2 separate regions of the Hordeum vulgare genome follow, and region 1 is linked to region 2. Evidence: chromatin contacts called from public Hi-C data. All regions are on one chromosome and are shown on one strand. The core of a region is the stretch at or near the end of the contact, and the rest is flanking DNA. Distances in the headings are between cores, read along the strand shown.

The links. A called contact is a pair of places that touch in the nucleus more often than the background predicts.
Region 1: a contact with region 2 is called in a Hi-C map of seedling, with 3 times the contacts expected there. The contact joins the promoter of LOC123399692 here to the promoter of LOC123396020 in region 2. A contact is called at or near these places in 3 of 6 Hi-C or Micro-C datasets (leaf and seedling) and 1 of 1 datasets of contacts at active chromatin or transcription factors (embryo).

The regions. Positions count from the first base shown.
Region 1 is chr5H:143,611,971-143,618,345 of MorexV3_pseudomolecules_assembly, reverse strand. LOC123399692 (heat shock protein 90-6, mitochondrial) reads right to left here and starts at 4,021. Exons shown (of 20, transcript XM_045094086.1): 1 at 3,744-4,021; 2 at 2,851-3,057; 3 at 2,692-2,765; 4 at 2,338-2,463; 5 at 2,160-2,253; 6 at 1,992-2,075; 7 at 1,737-1,880; 8 at 1,546-1,659; 9 at 1,408-1,470; 10 at 1,206-1,280; 11 at 985-1,089; 12 at 513-644; 13 at 334-426; 14 at 161-238; 1 more. The coding sequence starts at 3,884.
Region 2 is chr5H:143,212,490-143,218,246 of MorexV3_pseudomolecules_assembly, reverse strand. It overlaps LOC123396020, which reads right to left and starts at 2,956. Exons shown (of 4, transcript XM_045091048.1): 1 at 2,660-2,956; 2 at 2,452-2,531; 3 at 825-1,017; 4 at 1-298. The coding sequence starts at 2,505. The coding sequence ends at 168.

The DNA of each region.
Region 1 (6,375 bases), core at 2,772-5,271, 400 kb before region 2:
AGCAATTCTCTTGTGATTTTCCTTGTCTTCCATGCAACCGAGCTTTAAAAATTTGCCATAGTTCTCCCAGAATGCTTCATATTCCTACAGTAAGCCTTCAGATGAGAATGCAAATAGGAACACCAAGAAAGCATGCCACAAAGGAAATGAAAATGCTTACGTCTCTGTTTTCACTACAAGAAATGCCAAGTATCATATCAAAGGCCTTCCGCACCAATCTCTTTCTCATTATACGCACCTATGACAAAAACAAAAAACAAAGGATATATCAAATTCGGGAGCTCAGTATTGAAATGCACAAAAACAGTAGAAATACCCCAACAAAGAACTTACAATTCGACTCTCTTGAAGTATCTCACGAGAAACATTTAGGGGAAGGTCATTTGAGTCAACAACACCCTTCACAAAGCTCAGGTATCTTGGGAACTGGTGAATCACAAATCTCAGCTATTAGATTGACAGCTTAAAAGTTTTACAAAGAACCATGATGAGACAGCAAGTATGAGGCATACAAGTTCTCCATCGAAGTCGTCTGATATGAACACGCGCTTGACATAAAGCCTGATATTTTTAGTCTTCCTATCAGTTATGTCCTCTTTCTTTGTAGCAGGCACATACAGAATTGACCTGAATTCTACTTCACCCTGTATCAAATTTGATCAAGCACAGTTTACTTGAATGTGAGTTGTGAAGATCCTTATCCATCACATTACCAATCGAATTACCATTTTCACATAAGAGTTTATTATTGCCTCCCGCAAGACTATGTTACAAAAATAGCAGTGCTACTATAATTTGAAATAACAACTATGTGGGTAGCTGAATTTTCGCAGTTCCATGATACAAAATTAGACTTGAATATTATTTAGGCAAAAGCAACTGCAGATATTATGTGATACACCAACCATGATGTGATAAAGGTGACGACTGTTGAATCAATAAAAAGCAACAGAAAGGGAACCAATCGAATGCAAAGAGATGTACCTCTGTAGTGAAGTGTGAGGAGGCCAAGGGATCCAAATACTCATTGAAGGTCTTCTTGTAAAATTCATTGTACTCCTCAGTTGATACCTCCTTAGGAGTCCGAAGCTGGCAACAACACAAATAATTTCAGGCTCTCTCAGAAGAAAAACTGGAAGTGAAAAAACATACTTATCAATTATCAACAAGACAAGCAGCACAATAAACAGTCTCAAAGTTCTCACCCAAATAGGTTGTGTTTCATTTGTAAGTTCCCAGTCCCAATACTTCTCCACAACGGTTTTTGTCTTCTTTTTAACCTGTTAACATTGCAATATAGAAATTATCTCCAATTCTACATGTAAGAATGAAGTACAATTTGGGCAAGAATATTGCTCAAAGGAAAGAGATGCAAAATGACTTCTTTTTTAGAGTTTACAACGTTACCTCTTTTTTGGTTTCACCATCATCTTCTGTTTTAACTTCAGCAGGATCCTCGTCAACCTCAACCTAGAAAATCAATGGATGTATTGCATAAGCAAGGTTCCACTTTAATAACCACAAAGAGCTAGAAGGATTAGTAACCTCTTTTGTAAAGCCCTTCTCTTGCCAAGTGTAAATTGGGAAGGAAACAAACTGAGAGTAATTCTTCAGAAGTTTTTGAATCCTCTCAGGGTGAGCAAAACCCTTGTCATCACGCTGAAGCAAAGCATAGTACATATTTCAGATGGGACGTACAGTAAAACTTTAAAATCATAAAATAAAAGCAAATGGACCTTCAGGTAAAGTGTAAGTCGAGTTCCCCTAGGAATGAGCTTCTCTGGATCTTTCTCTTCTCGAATGGTGTAGGAATTAGATTCTGCTTCTGCTTCCCAAACATATTGCTTTTCTGATTTTGGGCTCTTTGTTGACACAGCAACCTAATATGTAGAGCAGCAGAAAAGTACAGGAAAAGACGTTCAGCATAAGAAAAAGAAACACTGCCGCACAACCAGAGTGGCAAATACAACCATGATAACATAACACAGTACCTTGTCTGAAACAAGAAATGCCGAATAGAAACCAACACCAAATTGGCCAATCAAGTTGCTATCAACATTAGCTTCCTGGCTCTCCTGTTATACAATAAGCATAAATCATAAATTAAAAGGATTTGGAAGATAGACAAGAGGAGAATAAAATATGCAATTAGATCACACCTTTAATGTCTTCAGGAACTTAGCAGTTCCACTGCTTGCAATAGTTCCAAGAGAATCAACAAGTTCTTGCCTCGTCATACCAATCCCAGAATCACTGGAAAGCAAATGCAGGTCATGATGCAAATCATTTCCAAGAAGAAAATATACAGTTGGTCACCGGCAAGTAACATATGCTTACGTAATTGTTATTATTCCATTGTCCTTGTCTGTTTGGATGCGAATGTCAAGTTCAGGGCCATCCTTAAGAAGATCAGGATCAGTGACACTGAGATAGCGCAATTTGTCAAGTGCATCACTTGCATTGCTGCAGGTACAAGTAAGAAAAGAAAGGCTAAATTAGGCTGAGCAACTTGACTGAAGTTTTGTGGCACCCATTAAGCCCTGACTGGGACAAACAATTGCCAAAATGAAGTTAATCCGATATCATGGCAAGGAACAAGTGCCAATAAACACAACACATAAAGAGTGAATTCGGAGATAACTACTGCCACATAAAAAAATTGAACAGTCTATGCACTCAATTGTTGCCCACCTGACCAGCTCCCGGAGAAACACCTCCTTGTTGCTATACAAGCTGTGCACAATCAAATCCATGAGCCTATTGACCTGCCAAGCACAATTTTTTCCCCATCATGACACAAACATTGGTAAAGATTAGCATGAATCCATGAAAAAAGAAAATCATAGGTACCTCAGCCTGATACTCAAACTTCTCGGCAGGTGGCGCATCAGATGAATCAACTGCTGCAGCACTCGATTCATAGCGTCTCCCAACAAGTGCATTCTCCCTTAGCTTGAGGGACGGCAAGCTTTCACCTACATTAAGCTTGGGAGCCGCAAGCACAGAGAGCAACCTCTTCCCTCCAAGCCGAGAAACACCAGGCTCTGAGTTTGTCACCTGAAATTGGGACAGCACAGCGAATATCACAAAGTCGCTCGCGTTGTAGAGTAATACTCCCTCAGTTCCTTTATGTAAGGTGTATTATTTTCGGCACCGTGACCAAGACACATAATTATAGACATGTTAAGACTAGCAAATTTGTTGGTTAGTGAAAAGTGAATCAATTAGTCCAGGAAAGTATGAGATACATGCTATCAACAAATAAATAGTTTCCTTCTTTTGCTATAAGGAGAGATGCAGACAATCAGAAAAGAGGTACTAACAAGAGGATTATGGGGAATTAGAAGAAACGCACCTTACATTCTGAAATTTTATCAAAAAACAAATACACCTTATATAGAGGAACGGAGGGAGTATAACAATAAATCGGAAGAAAAATATCACACCAGACCGCAATTGCACATTTCTGTCGGAATAAAATACCATCAACAATCGGTACACAAATGACACATACTGAACAGGGAATCAGATCAACGCCAAACCTCAACTGAATCACAAACACACATTAATACATAACCCATCAATTAATCAAAACACAGACCCCAATTTGGGGGCGGAGATTGATTCGCGACACGTAACGTCAAAAGCCGCACTGATTCAAGCTTAGCGCGAGCCCCTACTTTGCAATCAACCAAACAGCGGAGTACAATATGGACCAAACAGTGAATGCCACACATACGTACCGAACGCGGCGGGGCCGGGGCAGGGGCCAAGGGGGAGGAGGAGGAGGAGGCGGCGGCGGCGTCTCCGGAGACCGCGAAGGCGGCCGCGTGACGGCGGGCGGCGGCGCCGGCGCAGAGGGATCGCCTCGAGGCCCCGAGCATATCCGCTGCGCTCTGCTGGTTCTCCTCCCAGGCGAGGGCGAGAGATGTAGGCCGGAGGCGCGCTCGCGCAGGTGGGCTGACCGAGGAAGACGACGATGCGAGGGTTTTGGAAGAGGGGTAGGGTAGGGTTTTGTGGGCGGCCAGAGGCAGAGGGGATGAAGCGTATAAATGGGGTGCGCCTTGCGGAAGGAGGGAGTGCGCTTCGCTGACACCGTGGTCCCGGGCTGTCGGTGAGAGAGTGGGGAAGGGGGGGGCTTGGGTTTGATCGGTGGTGTTAGCGTTTTGGGAGAAGGTTCTGGAGCAGCGGCGCGGAGTAATGCTATGTGCACCGGTGTGGATAGTATGTGAATCATACAACGAAGTTGACATGTGGGGCCAGTTGGTGTGACACTTTGCTTTGCGCTTTGCAGCGTCCGTTCTCCGTTGCAAGAGTGAGGTCGTAGCTTGTCCACCTGCAAGATGTGAGGTCGAGATTTGAACACCGTGGACAAGAAGGCAAGAAGGTTCCGGGAAGGGTTGCCATGAAAACGGGGCTTGCATGCTCTCTACCGCACATTTTACATCCAACGACCTCTTCAATTTCTTTTCCTTTCTTTCTAGAGAAAAGATTACATTCAACCACCTGATCGCGCGCGCCCGTCTGCCGGCTTCGTGATCGTTCGATCAGACAGTCGACAGCATCGTGGAAGCCGCTTTTTGTTTTTCATGCAACTCACCTATTGTTTCAGGACAGTTTCCTGCAGCTCACCTATTGTTTCATGACAGTTTTCTGCACTCGTGTTTCACGATCACTTGAGTCTCCTGCAGCTCACCTATTGTTTCAGGACAGTTTCCTGCAGGTCATCTATTGTTTCAGGACAGTTTTCTGCACTCGCGTTTCAGGATCAGTCGAGTTCCCAGCAACTCGCCTATTATTTCAGGATCAGGACAATTTCAGGATCCTGCAACTCGCCCAACGCTTCCGTCGGCCGCCCAACGCCTCCGCCGGCCGCCAGCAGCACGGGAGCGCCTACCACCACGCCGCACAGGTCAGCTCGACACCACCCGCCCGCACCCGTCGTCGTCCTACTACTCCACCATGGACCACAACAGGGACAGCTACGCCTACGGGCACAGTGAAGGAGGTGCACAGCGGCGGCGAGCACGCCTTCTTCTCCTCCGACGTCACCACCGACAGGAACCACCAGCACAACCAACACCACAGCAGCGCCGGCGGCCACGGCCAGTGTTGTTTCAGTAATTATTTTCGCAACGCGTCTGTTGTTTCTGCAACTAGACCGTTGCTTCGGGAATTAATTGGCTGGGGAAACGACTGGGCCGCGTGCTAGCGCGTACATCGGACGGCTACGAGCGCATACATCGGACGGTTATTCGGGTGATGGATGTTAGTATGGATCCGTCGGTGGACGCGTAGTTGTTACCTTCTTTCTATCTGCACTATTTTTTAGAGTATTTGGCAAAAAATACAACATCAGGAGTTATCATGCCATTAAACTACCGCATTTTAAAAGCTGACTGGAAACTATCCGAAATTTTCTAATTTAGTCATTAAAAACTACCACATTCATAAACCATTTCCTGATGTACGTGTCCGGATAGCTCAATGTCAATAGTTAGCTCTAGATCTTCCGATCAAAAAATAACGTGGACGAAGGCGTGTAGGTGCACTATTATGTACCCCCTCCATTCCTAAATATAAGTCTTTTAAGATATTTCACTAGTAGTCCACATATGGAGCAAAATGAGTGAATCTACACTATAAAGTATGTCTACATACATCCGTATGTAGTCCACTAATGAAACATCTTTAAAGACTTATATTTAGGAACGGAGGGAGTAGTAGGGATTGCAATTTTTCTTGCATTTTCGTTTTTTCACTCAAGGGAGAAACTTTACGTCTTGTGTTTTTTCAAAGTTTGACAAATTAAATGATATTTTTGTTCTAATTTTACCGCTTCTTCTCCCTTTAAATCAAACGTATTTTATCATAATGTGTCATTGCTATTATTATCAAGTATACGGTTCTAATCTTAGACGGAAAAAGAAATAGAAAAAGAAATCTAAGAAGCGGATCCTCCTTCAGTAATGAACTAGGTGTTGATAAACTAAATTAACCAATTTTGCCTCGTGTTGAGGCAATCAAGAAAGATGCATGTTCTTAATATATAACCCATGAAAAAGTGATCTAATCCAATCAATCTTGCTTACATAATGAAAAAGGCCACGAGCTTATCTCTCCAGCAAAATAAATTAGCTAAAGGTGCACGCGTTCATGAGTCCATGCTAAAGTCTCAATTAATTCCTGTAAATACCCATGCTAGAAAATTAAGAACATAAATCTAGTAGCCCAAACAAAATGTCCAAATAAGAACATCCACGCCATACCAATAAACTATTCATCATTATATCCATTGATAAGTTGTGAAGAGTAACCATAGGTAATCTCTTAACCATCCCATCAAATAAGTTCAGGATTCATTCAATTGTAAAA
Region 2 (5,757 bases), core at 1,707-4,206:
TCCACAAACCTATATTATAAGATGAAAAAGGAATACAAAACAGGGTAGAGAGACGGGTTGGACACGGAGCATACTGCTCCTACATTGTGGGGATAGCGCGGTTCAGTGCCCGTAAGGCAGAGAATCTGGGGTAGCTTGGCGCGGTGTTCCAATGCGGCCAGCAAGCATCAAGGTTCCAGCTTTAGGGAGACAACTCGGGACTGTCGGTTCCGCTTTGCTGCCCTCACAAACACCACCGATAGGCACGATGGTGCCCACCATGGCCTCCGGACTTCTTGCTCCCCTTTCAGGCAGGCCACTGTGGATCGAATTAGCAGGAGTCAGACAGAGCAATCTTCCAAGTGTGGACACACAACCAATGGAGGATGATGTTCATCTATCAATAAAATACAACAGATCTAGGTATTTGAATCATGTCAAATTCATTTATGTTGGTCATTTACACCAAACCAAGATGCTGAAAAGGACCAGTCTATATATTAGCATCATAAACTTGCGGCAACAAAATATTTAATGATGAAAGCTAGCAGAACAGAAAGCAAATTGCAGTTGGACCATGCTGGCACAACTGTTTTCCACAAGACTCATGCTCTAAGCTTTTATGTAGCATGAAGAGTCAGTAGCAACTAACTGAGCTTGAGCTCAAAAAGGAAAGAGCAGTGGTGAGAGAAAGAGGATTTCACTATGATTGACTGCATGGCGCATCATACAGTCAAATGAAAACTAAAGAGCAAAATATGAAGGAACCAAGTACCAAAATGGTTATCATGGTAGCAGAGATGAGTTATAGATGGCACTCAAGGAAGAAACAGGAATATACCAACCTTTAATGCGCCTCAACTCTTTGCATAATGTGATAAAATCTCCCCATTTCATATGGCACCGCCTGATAAACCGCAGAATCTGCTCGGTAGTAAACATCGACAAGCTCTCTAGATACTCTCCATTGACACTGTTTTCTTCAAAAACTTGTCTGTAGCCACCAAGATTTATCTCTTCAAGCCACAAGCCGACGTCCTGAAAGAGAACAATAACCTTATTAGGTGAACAGCCTTTAGCTTTTGCATCTGGCAGTAGTTGCTACTGGTCCAAAATTAAATCAGAAGACAGATGAGCAGCCAGATCAGTTAGAACAAATGCAGACAGTCAAAACATAAAGAGTGAATTAAGAAAGAAATTTAGAGACGATGCCCTTTAAGAGGGTTGATGAATGAAATGCCCATCTAAATTTAAAGTGACCAAACCAAGATTATACCAATGGCTACTGGTGGTCAAGAAAAAGTAATACAGATCTAAATTTAGTAACCAACTATTGGGCATGTCTTATGAAGCTAAGCAAGCATACACCTCTGAGCATGCAGAACACTGAGATGGTCCACTCCAAAGAGAAATAAAACAGCACCAACAATTCCCAAGCATTGCTGGAACACTTTGCTTAGTCCTCGAGCCTCACCTTCATTTTTTCCCACATCACGTTGCTTAGTTTGGGAAAACTTCCTAGCACGGCTATTTTGCCAACTAAACTAGCTGCCTTGTGAAGAAATTATAGGAGTGGTTCTAGTTTTGTAGTGTGGTCTATCATTTTAGCCAAATAAAGCTAGGATTGCCGTGTGGAACTCATTTAGCCAAGTTTCCACTCCATATTCCCAGTTTTGGTCCATCTCACCAAAGTTAAGGCCGGCTTCATCCAAGTATTGAACACAACCCAAGCCCAGTGAAGAACCAACACGTGGTCAATACAAGACAAGCCAACGTAAGGCTCGATTATAGTCCAATCCCATTCTAGCTCAGTCTCAAGCCTGAATCCAATGCGGCTTGGGAAATGCTTCGGAAATGATATACTCCCTCCGTCCCGAATTACTTGTCATAGATTTGTCTAGATACGACACATACTAATGTTAGATACATCCATATCTAGAAAAATCTAAGACAAGTAATTTGGGACAGAGGTTACTCATGATTGGACGAGTATCACTTGGTTAATCAAATTGCTGATGTTGAGTTAATTATTTGCCATAATGACGAAGCAAAGGGGAACCAAGTATCACTCCCACCCCATGAGCTCACCATGCCCCCCTCACTATGGTACTCTTAAGAGAATGGGTCGGGGCATACGGGGAGGTGTAGTTAGGTACCCACGAATATTTATCTTTTGCATAAAATTGAGCAGAAACCACGATCAAGCATCACCCCAGATCACCAAACAGATTCCTAATAGTGGACTAAATTATCACAAAAAGGGTTGATGAGAAACAAGATGAAACTAAAGAACCAATGAAGTACGTAAAACACTGCCCACAAAATAGACAAAGCGTTGTAGGGGCAAATTTGAATCACTAGGGATATTTACGAAGTAAGCTGCAGAACGAAAATACAGTGAGTTTCAACAAAGCTGCATTCAACTAACAACGGAAACAGAAGAGGAAAACCACCGTCACTACAGGTTAGCACCTCGACAGTCCATATGAAGAAATCAAGCGGCTCCGGAGACCTCCCGCGGCTCATCTCCCTCCTCCCGTCAGCCAACCCCACTGCAAGACCCAACTCAAGGTTCAGTGTCAGATCTAGATGGTGTGGCGCGTGCGCACCGGCGCACCCGACATTAGCGCAAGTAAGTTCAAGGCTAATAATTCCTGAATGAGTAGCCACAATCTCATACCGAAAGAAACGGTGCCCGAGATCGCGGACGGGGTGGAGATGGCAGGGACGCGACGGGAGTAGAAAGGGGAACGGCGATGGTGTTGAGATGAGCGTGAGAGGGGAGGGGTTGGGTGGGTGAGGCGTCGGCGGTGAAGCGATGCTACGGCACGACGGGAGATATAGAACACGGTGGTGGTTGTGGACTGTAGTAGAGGATTGGAGCTTGGGCAGGGCAGAGCATGAGAGCAGCGTTGGGGAAAGAGGAAGGGATCGGGGTGTGGGAGCAAGAGGAAAGCTACGGGAGTGAGGATAGGAAAAGTGACCTGCTGCTCAGAGATGGATTGTGACGGCTGTGATCGTTTAGCCGACATGATTGGTGGTAGACGGAAGGTAGATACTTCACTGTCAAAACTACTTCCTCCATCGAGGTGCTTAGAGCAAACGGACTTTGATTTTGTCCGTTTTACCTTCGTTTGGATCATCCCGTCTGCTATGTGTTCGTTTGTTTTAGGATTTAGATCGACATAGTATCCAACACGTCTTTTCATATTTGTCTGCGTGACCGGCTAGCCGCCGGTTTTAACAAATACAAACATTTTGTATTTTTTCAAAAGCAAATGAAATAGCATAATTCCACAATCAAAATAAAATACAACAAAGTTTTACAAGCCCAATAAAAATTAAATTGTATTAAAAATATACATTTATTGGTTGACAACATGATCCCACATATGTTCAACCATATCATCTTGCAACTGAATATGAGATTTCCAATTACGTATTTTATGATGAAATTGAGTGAACTGTGCAAATGATGCCACTCTTCTGCCATGCTGAGGCACCATATTGTCACCCTGAAACTCAAATCCTTGATCATGGAGACGTTGTGGGCGCTCATCCTCTACGATTATATTGTACATGATCACACAAGCAGTCATCACTTCCCACAACTTTTTGGTGCTCCAAGTTCTAGCACGATACCAAACTATGTCTCATCGAGATTGCAGAACACCAAAGGCACGCTCGACATCCTTCCTAGCACTCTCTTGCTCTTGGGCAAATCCTTTCCACTTTTCTCCGACAGGGTCGAAGATTGTCTTCACAGTAGTGGACTAGTGAGGATAGATACCGTCACCCAGGTAGTATCATTTGTCATAGTTGTGGTCCATTCAGGATAGATATCGTCACCCAGTTAGTCTTCACAATCGAGTAAAGCATATGAGATGCCTTATACCATCAATGTCTTTAATATTTCTTCTGTCCTAAATGACGTGTAAGGTCGATATGAGTTTTGTTTTTTGCCCAATGTCAATGAGGCAACTACTGGATTAAGGATACTTGGACTACGCATTGCTAATAAGTTTGTGTGAAGTTATTTAGGAGGCTTCAGAGTTTGAGTTCTACGGAATTGTGAGTGTTCATCCCAATGTTCTCACGAAGTCTTTCTGAACGTTTACGGTAGAATGTAACACTAAATATTATTCGACTTTTTAGTTCGCTTCAGTTTACTTCTAATGTCATGAACTGATGATTTCTTCAAGTTCAGATTTTTCTTGTTACGCTTATTATTTGTGCTTTCTCTTTCCTATTATATTTCTAAAAGTAATTAGCTGGACATTTTATACCATGAATTTTGTAGCACAATCGGAGCTATCTTTATCACATTGTAATGGCACAAGCTCGTCAATTTAACCGGATGAGTATGGGTGATTTTGTATGTGGAAGTACTACTTCCTGTCGATCTCGCGATCGTCCCATTCCAGCCAACTGATCTTCTATAGTAGTTAAGAACATGCACTAAGGAAGCGCAATTTTGTTTTTATACTTTGTGAGCAATAACGCATGCTCTTCTATTGCAGTTGTTGAGACAATGGTGCGTGCAAGAACAGGATTTTTATATCAACGGATGATCTCAATTACTCCCTCCATTCCTTTATACAAGGCCATTATGAAAAATACATTTTGCATCTATACAAGGCCACAAATAGTAATTGAGGCAAAAATTAATAATGTTTTCTCGTATAAGCAACCTATTTAATACTTGCATGCATGTAGTCATAATGACACTCAATTATTTCCTTCCCATTATTTCTTAGTATGCATGTGACGTATTAATGATCCTCATTAACGGAAAGAAATAATTGGCTTGTAAAGTAGTCATTAAATTTTACCTTGATACATGTAATATGAGTTTGTAGCCTTATATAAAGGAATGAAGGGAGTATTCAACGTGCTGGTGTTTTACTTATTTGGTAAGGTAATTGATGTGTTTCCCCCTTTTGCTCTGCCAGGAATTCAGAGTATTTTGTGGTATAATAAAATGCTTAATCTGAGTGGAAGTTTTTGATAGTATAATTCCTTTCAGAACACGAGGCCCGAACAAATGGAATGACAACCCATGTTCTTACTCAGAACTTCGGAATGATGAAATTCATGGTGAAACGATGGACATGACCACTCCTGTTATAACAAGGAAGGAAAGTTTTATATGGCTTCCTCATGACCCATTCTTTTGATTTGTCTCTATTTGCTTGATGAGCATTCGATGTGCTTACGAGTTAGTAGCACATATTAAATATTAAATTTTAATTCATGTGTCGTCACCTACAGTTAGCCAATGAAAATAAGTGGAAGGTTTATTTTGTGATGCCATCAAAATATGGTCCAGATATGCCTCAACAAACGACTCGCATGTAACCATGTAGGAGGTTCCCAGCAGTGGCAGCCTTTTCAGGTCCATTTGTTAACCTCTAATGTTTCGACATCGACTTCCTTAGCGTGTTGCTTGGGTGCTAGGAATCTCTTTGAATATTAGTACAAACGTGTTGAATTTTTGTAGATTGATGTTATAAGTTGCTTTGCATCTGTCTATGGTTTGTATTTTCTTCACTTGGTGAAAACCAAGTAATATGAAGTACATTTAGTATTGCATTATTTGTTGTTTTTGGATTTGTCGCCTAAATAATACGAGTTGATAGACATGTGTTATAGTTTCCTCTGCCAAACCTGAGGATGAGTTATCGTTTCTTACTAATATCATTGTTTTTTTCCTCATGCAAAGTAGCTTTTAGAGTGGTCAAAGAGACCGAAAGTTCCCCACTTCTATTACTTGGCTCT